Linked DNA regions of Mus musculus: region 1 is linked to region 2. Evidence: chromatin contacts called from public Hi-C data. All regions are on one chromosome and are shown on one strand. The core of a region is the stretch at or near the end of the contact, and the rest is flanking DNA. Distances in the headings are between cores, read along the strand shown.

Region 1 (3,473 bases), core at 971-3,470, 190 kb before region 2:
TGGGATGAGCTCAGGAGTCTGAGCTGATAAGATCGTAAAGCACATTCACATTGGTTGACATCCTGAAAAAAGCCTGACCATAGGTAGCATAGCAGTCAGTGCACAGACATTGGAGTGCCCACAGAATCCCCCATCTGAGTATCCAGGGAAGGCAAATGGGAGCCCTACCGTCTGCAGCACTGAGCACAAGAAATCTGTTTGTGGGTTCAAATGCAGGACTTAGGAGTAGAGCAAGACAAAGAGGCTATCATGTTTTGCTGGGAAGACTTTCAAGGAGAAAGCTTGGGTCAAAGACAACATTTTGAGTGAGTGGGAACATAGGGGGCCCTGGCAGGAGGAGGGTGGAGGTTGTTCTGGACTCTTGGGAAGCAGAGCAAGAGGAGTGTTATGCACACAGGCAGAACTCACCTTGAGGGAAGGCGCAGGCTGGTGAGAGGCCCACTTAGGAGAAGAGCGGAGGCTGGGGGATTAGATGTTTTAATCTGTGGAAACACTTTCCTAAAAAATTAACCCCATGAATCTTAGTTTCTTGAAGTGTTCCACAGAAAAGGATTCTGGGTCCGTGAAATGTCAAATTCACAGACTGGCCCGTGTGTAAACAGTAAAGGCCCTGAGTAGTCCCTCGGGGAAGAAATTTGTTCAGTGTGGATTTTAGAATTCTCCACACATTTGCAGAAATCTTTGAATTTAACAGTGTATCTTTAGTAGGATGAATGGGCTAGAGAAGGTGACAGGATTTGGGGCTGTTTTGGGGTCAGGGTGGGTACATGGCAAAGAGGCAGACTCTAGGTCTGTTCTCTGAAGGCCTCTGCACCCTACCGCAGATGTTTTCACTGTGGCAGAAGCAGTAAAGGATCCGGGCTCCTGGGAGCCCCAAGCACAGCGGAGACAAATCTCAGCTGAGCGAGCTTAAGTTCTGGGTTTGTGTTAGCACAAGCCTCAGGGGTCCCGTGAGCCCTAGGAGGGGCCTTCCTGGTTTCTCAGAGTGGGTACTCTCCCCTCAGATCCTGCAGCCTCCCCCTCTTGGCTTGTGTGTCTTTATGTGTTCTACCTAAGAGTCCTCAGATGCTCGAACTGAGCAGTCTGTGAAGGTGTGCACGTGTGTATATCCTTACCCAGCCCCGAATCCACAGCCTAAATTCCACACTGTGGGAGCAGCAGCTGGCAACGCCCACTGTCCTACTTGCTTTTCTGTACCCCGAGAAAAGCTCTGAGTACAGAGCTCCGGTTTTCCTGTTCGTTCAGGTGATCACTGTCGGGAGCCAGCTGTGCCAGACAGGCAAGTGGGCAGTGTGTTTGCAATGACACCCAGAGGTGCCACTCAGATGGTGCCCCGCAGAGTGGCATTTTCTCTCCTAGCCTTCTCAAGAGGGAATCTAGGGGTAGGAGACCGACTTTGATCTCAGTGGGTCCACACTGAACTGCCAGGCTGAGATGGACGCTCTTGACCCAGGAGACTTAACCAGCGCCATTCAGAGACTCTGTAGAGGCTCCGATCTGATGCAGGAGTGAGGATGGGATGGATAGAAGTAGCAGTTCCATTGAAATGGTTTGAGGATTGTCATTTGAGTCCTGTCCTGGGCTGGAATCTCACAGTCAGCATGGAAGCACAGCTTCTGGGAACCAGGTCCCTTTCGGGACTGGAGCAGTCAGAGGACAGGGAAACTTCCTGTCTTAAGGATGGGTGTGAGGAAAAAAGATATCTCCCTGGAAATGACTGTGAACCTGGAGAAAGACAAATTCCTGACAGTTGGAATATAACCTTCTACAGAAGGTGGGTGCGCTTTCTCCAAGTGACACTTGTCCTATCTCCTTGCCTTCCAGCCCTCAAAGACTCAAGAGACTCGAGAAGACCCCTTTTGAGGTTTCTTTAAGGCAGTCCATACCCTGATACTGTCAGCTGAGGCAAGCTGGGATGCTGGCCCACCAGGGTCCTTGATGGTAGCCAAAAACAGTCAGGCTGCGGCCTCTCTTGCCGTTAGGTTTCTTGTGGGTGGCTTGTGCCACTTTCAACTTTGCTTCCTGGTTCTTTCCCAGGAGCCAGCTCCATTCCTCAGCCCCGAGTGGCGCTCCTTGGGCCGGAAACAATGTACGTTCTCCACGACTAGGAGTGGAAGTCAGCAGTTTGGCACCGTCTGGCTGGCAGCCTCTACCAGCTTCCTTTGGCACTTTATTGGCAAAGGCGGTGACATTTCTTTCAGTTGGGTGGGTGGAGCTGTTATGCAAACTCCCGCTCTCCTCATTCGCCAGATGAATATTCATGACTCAGGCAATCTGTACCAGCCAGACTTTCCTGAGGGCGGCAGCTTTTCTTCCCTTCCTCTCTTTCTTTCTCCTTCTCTCCTTCCCGGCTCTTTGGAAAGCTGAAGTACGGCTATATTTAATTTACAAATACAGAGCTATTTAGCTTGCCTTTGAGATAAGGCTTTGGAGAGGTGGTGCCCAGGAATGGGGACAGTGGCAGCGGCTCTGGGTCCTGACCCTGTGTCTCCAGGCCCCAGAGCCTACTGCCCGGATCTCAGACCCCAGAAGCCAGTGGATGGTCCTTTGCGTTGAGAATCACAGTGTCCCTATGCTTGAAGATGCAGCAGCTCACATCCCTTTAGGTCACGCTGGCCTCTGAGGTTGACAAGGAAATCACAAGTCGATGATGCTTGGGCCAGGTACTATCAGTCTACCTTAGCTTCTCCCATTTCCATCCCTGCCTGCCCCCCTTTCTGTTCCAGGATTGAGGTCAAAGAGCCGAGGGTATTTACTGGTCATTGGCTTTCTCAGGAAGAGCTGGTCCGGATGCTGATCTGAAGTCTTATTTCTGGGGGACACACCGATTCCCTTTCTATCTACTAGATACAGTGGGACATACCTGTGATGCCAGCAAGTGGGAGGGGGGTAGAGGTAGGAAGAGCAGAAGTTCAAGGTAATCTCAGCCACATAGTGAGTTTAGGATCACCCTGGCTATGTGAGACCTTGAAACGGTTAAAAAAAAAAAAAACTAGAAAGAAAATAACAATAACAAAAAGGGATGTTCCCTAGTCTCTTTGTCTCTTCCCCCAAAGAGGCACCAGATGCCCTGGCAGAGAGGGGTCAGAATCTCCAGAAATTTCCAAGAAATTTGGTCCTAGCAAGGATGTGCTCGCATGAGTATGTCTTGTGTGTAAATATTTATGCACAGCTTAAGTGAGTCTGTATGCCTACATCTATGTTCAAGTGTTTGCGTGTGTGTCTGTATGTGTAAGGGCGTGAATGTGTGTGTTGAGGAAAGCCTGGGAATGTTTGCATGTGCGAATGTGCCTCTCCAGTTGAGTTGCGTGTGTACCTCTATGATTCTGGAGGAGTTGAGTGTTTCAGTACGGGGGTGGGGTGGGGTGGGGGAGAAGGCTGAGGCACGTGCCTGTGTGTGCGTGCGTGCATGTGTGTGTGTGTGTGTGCAAGTAGATCGACTGTAGGTGTCAAAGTAAGAGCCCAGGAGAGAG
Region 2 (3,742 bases), core at 988-3,487:
GCTTCCTTGGTCTGTCTCTGACCTGTGAGTCTGAGATCTGGGTGTGCTGCACCTCTGAGCCCCCACCCAGAACTTCGACAGTTATGTTTATATGCACTTGAAACTTTCAGATGATAATGCCCAACTCCTTCTTTTCACAGCATTTTCTCTTAATGGCTGTCAAAACTTGTTGGCACTAATAATTTTGGTCACCAAATTATACTATTTTCCTGGTAAAATAAAAAACACAAGAGAATGATGTGAGCCTCTGGGACCAATATAGGAGACTATGTCCTAGAAGCAGAAATGGCCCTTCCTAAGTTCAACTTGTGAGGCTCTAGAGCCCAGGAGGTGTGCACTTGGAGGGGATACTGAGGAGGGAGAGCAGTGCCCCTGTCAGTCCAAGAACAGTAGGGTTTTGGAGGAGGAGGCCAAGCCCCAAGAATAGGCGTGCACTTCAGAAAGGGCTTTGTAATGGGGCAGGGAATGTTGCTGGACAGTGGCCTCAACTGGCTGCTAGTTACGGCTTTGGGAGAGTCATCCATCCTCTCTGGACTCCACTTCTCTATAAACGAGAGAGTTTGTGGGACCGTAGTGCCAAGCTCTGTGCCTGGACCACATCACAAACTCAAAGGCAGGAGACCCCAGCATGGGGAGATAGGAGTGAACTGTGGGAAATACTGGGAGATTCGGGCATCTCAGGGGGTACTGAAATAACGTTAGCCTGAAAGCCTATTCAGAAATATCTTCTATTGAATTCCCCCTAACATGCATCTACTTGCTTGTATACACGAGCATACCTATACAAAAGGATATACAGACGTGTGAATATAGCTTTTACACTTCCATGTATACAGGAGCACATATGTCCCCAGACTTTCCCTCTACTACTGATGCACACATGTGCACAAAGTGTGTGTATCCCTCCCCAGATGTGAGAATATACAAACACACACTTATACCAGCACAAAAATATGGGCTGCCAGTTCCAGTTCATAGTAGCTGCTTCCCGTCATAAAATAAAACTCTGGATTCATCACAGTGTCGTCCCCAGTCCCTGTTCTCGAGTCCTCCCGCCATATAGCTCAAATTAAATAAGAGGGGGAAGACCTAAGCCCAGAGCAGAGAGCCACACATAGAGATCGCAATCACCACACAATGTTGCTGGTTGCAAGGAATGGATGTTGAGCACTGAATGTTAAAAATTGTGTTGAATTAGATAAGAAAATCCCGTGTAGACTTTGTTAATGATTCATAATCAGCTAATAAGCTCATCTTGAGGAGAATAATGATCCACGGACCTGTTGGCTCGTTTATCACTGTGTTTTACAACATTGGCAAAGAAACTAATTAAATCCCCGCATCATTACAGAGAATCCCTTTTAATAGAGATACAATGATGCACTAGAGGCTACAGATTACACTGCAAATTGTACCAGGAGATTTTGGACAGCGGGTTTTAATTAACATGTGAGCCAGAAGCAGCTCGTTTAAATAATAACCGGGGCTGCAACCATCTGTAAAACCGAGCCAGCCAGTAGGAGGAGGTGGGGAACTGAGGCCCTGGGAGGCAAGGGGAGGGTTGGCTGGGAGCTGGGAAGTATTTCAAAGTTAGGGCTCCGGGGGCCAGGAAAGAAACTGAGGCAGGGATCAAACTATATATGGGGAGGTACAAACTGTAGCCACATCAGCTTTCAGAATCGGAGCAGTTGAAGGACCACATCTCTAGCTAGGGAATCTCAAGGCTGGGTCTTCATCCATTGTGACGGAAGGGTCAGGTGGTCTCCTGAGAAACCACTCCCTTCCCATTTAGCACAACAGCCTTCAGAGAAGCCATGCTATGAATGAGCACCTACTGTCTGGAGCAGGTTCTCTGTCTGATCGGTGGCTGGTTCAGCAAGTTGCTGAAACTTGTCTTAGGGCAGGCTGGGTAGGTGCCCTGACAGGGACCCACTGCTTTAGATTTTACTTTGGAGTAGGAGCACACTTAAGGGGCACAGCCTTGGACTCCAAGGTTCTTCTGAAGGCTGGCTTTCAGAGTGGAACGTCAGACTGTCAGCCAGAAGATATACAGAAAGCCAAGTGCACATGAAGGTAGATGGGCCAGGGACGGAGCAGGAAGCTGCTGGCCATGAGTGGCATTCGCCTCCTTGGAAATGCAGCCAATCCATGTCTCAGAGACAAAGACTCATCTCCATGCAGGACGTTCTCATGGAGGGAGTTCCTAAGGACGCAACATTGTCTGAGTCACACAGCAACTGCTTGGCCTTAGTTTGAGCTACTTGTCATTCATTTGTCTTGGCAGTCCCAAAGCCTGGGTGCTTATATGTTTCCTCTTCAGGACTCTTATTTTCCTTCGTCAGTGTTGGGATGGCCCATGGCTATGATCCAGAATCATTGCCTTCAAAGTAGCCTTTCTGACAGTTGTGGGGGAGATCAAGGCAGAAGGTGGGAAGGAGTTCTCCACGAGTTCATGTTCCTCTCTCAGAGAAAAGAAGCTGAAGGCTCCTTCCACTGTGCCTTGTATATTACTCTTTTATTTTTTTTAAAGATCAGCAGCAAAATGATTCATAAAACCTTGGAAACGGGTTTAGCGTAAAGCCTCAAAGAACAATAGCTCATTGTGCTCTGAGACTCCCACCTGATGTTCTGCCAAAGGCGTGACACAGGCTCCTTCTGAGGGAGCTGCACCCCGACAGTCACTCCCAGCTTGCACTATTCCTGGGCTTCCATGGCAACACCAGGAGCATCGGCTCACGCTTGCTCGGCTAGCCTCACTAGCTGGCACAGAACCCTGGGTCCAGGCCTCAGGACCATCCCCAGCCTGGGATGTTGTTGGTAGGTGGGACGTCACTCCTACCTAACACCATGCACACAGGTGCACCTACCTATACATGCTAAGTCCTTTATCTTTGCACCTCTTGAAGCTGAAGTTCTGCACCATCTGTACTGCCTACTCCTCTTAGCCCCATCTGGCTTGGCAGCCACCTGCCTGATGTCATTTTCTTCTGTCCTTGCATTCCGTCGTGTGGCAGAGGACATAAACAATCAGATTAGAAGTCAGAGGCCACAGAGTTCAATATCCTCTCTTTTGAGAGGATGAAGAGGCGTGTGTACAGAGGGGGGAGGGGCCCATCACTCTACACAGCAGTGTGGCTTGGGACGCAGAATTGGTTTTCTTTCTTCCAGGCATGTATCACTATCCTGCATAAAAGATGGTCTCTTGTCACCTGTTCGGTTGCACTTTGAAGTGGCTCAGTTGTTTCCCATGTGGTCTCTGCTTCCCATCGAGCCTCCTTGAGCAGCTCTCCCAACCCCAACAGGGTTGATGCTGGCACCTGCTTTCTGAGCTGTCAGAACCTCTGGCACTGCCTATGTAGTGAGTCATATTTGAGTGCTTCAGATCTGGGTGGGGGAATTGTTCAAGGTTAGCTGGTCTCCCTCACTCATTCTGATGGGGAGGAAAGGAAGGCCCTGGGAGGTGGAGAGGAGTGGCTGGAGGGATTTGATCAGTGGCCCAGCTCTTAGGAGAACAAAATGTTTGAAATCAGAAATAGCTTTGGTGAAAGAAATAGCTTTCGGTATTAAAAAGTTGGGATAGAGGTAGAACAGGTGTCTTCTGGGTAGACTGTGCCCAAGCCCTATGTGGAGACAGGGGGCGGCCATACTAGCTTTCTTTATTTGGGCACTTACAGATCATCGGTGCCTCTTATTTCTCCTAATGGTGCCCAGGAATGATCTGCATTTCTAATCAGCCCCATCT

What was found. Hi-C and Micro-C count contacts between places; a contact is called where the count stands out from the background.
Region 1: a contact with region 2 is called in a Hi-C map of cortical neurons, with 2.2 times the contacts expected there. The contact joins two enhancer-like sites. A contact is called at or near these places in 5 of 484 Hi-C or Micro-C datasets (the HL-1 cell line, cerebral cortex, cortical neurons and 2 more), 2 of 115 datasets of contacts at active chromatin or transcription factors (embryonic basal ganglia and embryonic stem cells) and 1 of 9 other capture datasets (embryonic stem cells).

What each region holds. Positions count from the first base shown.
Region 1 is chr4:124,593,833-124,597,305 of GRCm38.p6, reverse strand. The region is part of intron 1 of Gm2164 (predicted gene 2164); the gene reads left to right. Among named protein-coding and RNA genes, the nearest start is that of 4933407E24Rik, 26 kb to the right of the region's middle. Within about 2 kb of position 2,220, at least 48 of the 459 cell types and tissues checked have an H3K27ac peak or open chromatin away from gene starts, as enhancers often do. A contact at or near this core is called in cerebral cortex, cortical neurons and forebrain, where this site is marked.
Region 2 is chr4:124,399,931-124,403,672 of GRCm38.p6, reverse strand. No RefSeq gene overlaps it. Among named protein-coding and RNA genes, the nearest start is that of Gm52719, 49 kb to the right of the region's middle. Within about 2 kb of position 2,237, at least 41 of the 459 cell types and tissues checked have an H3K27ac peak or open chromatin away from gene starts, as enhancers often do. A contact at or near this core is called in cerebral cortex, cortical neurons and forebrain, where this site is marked.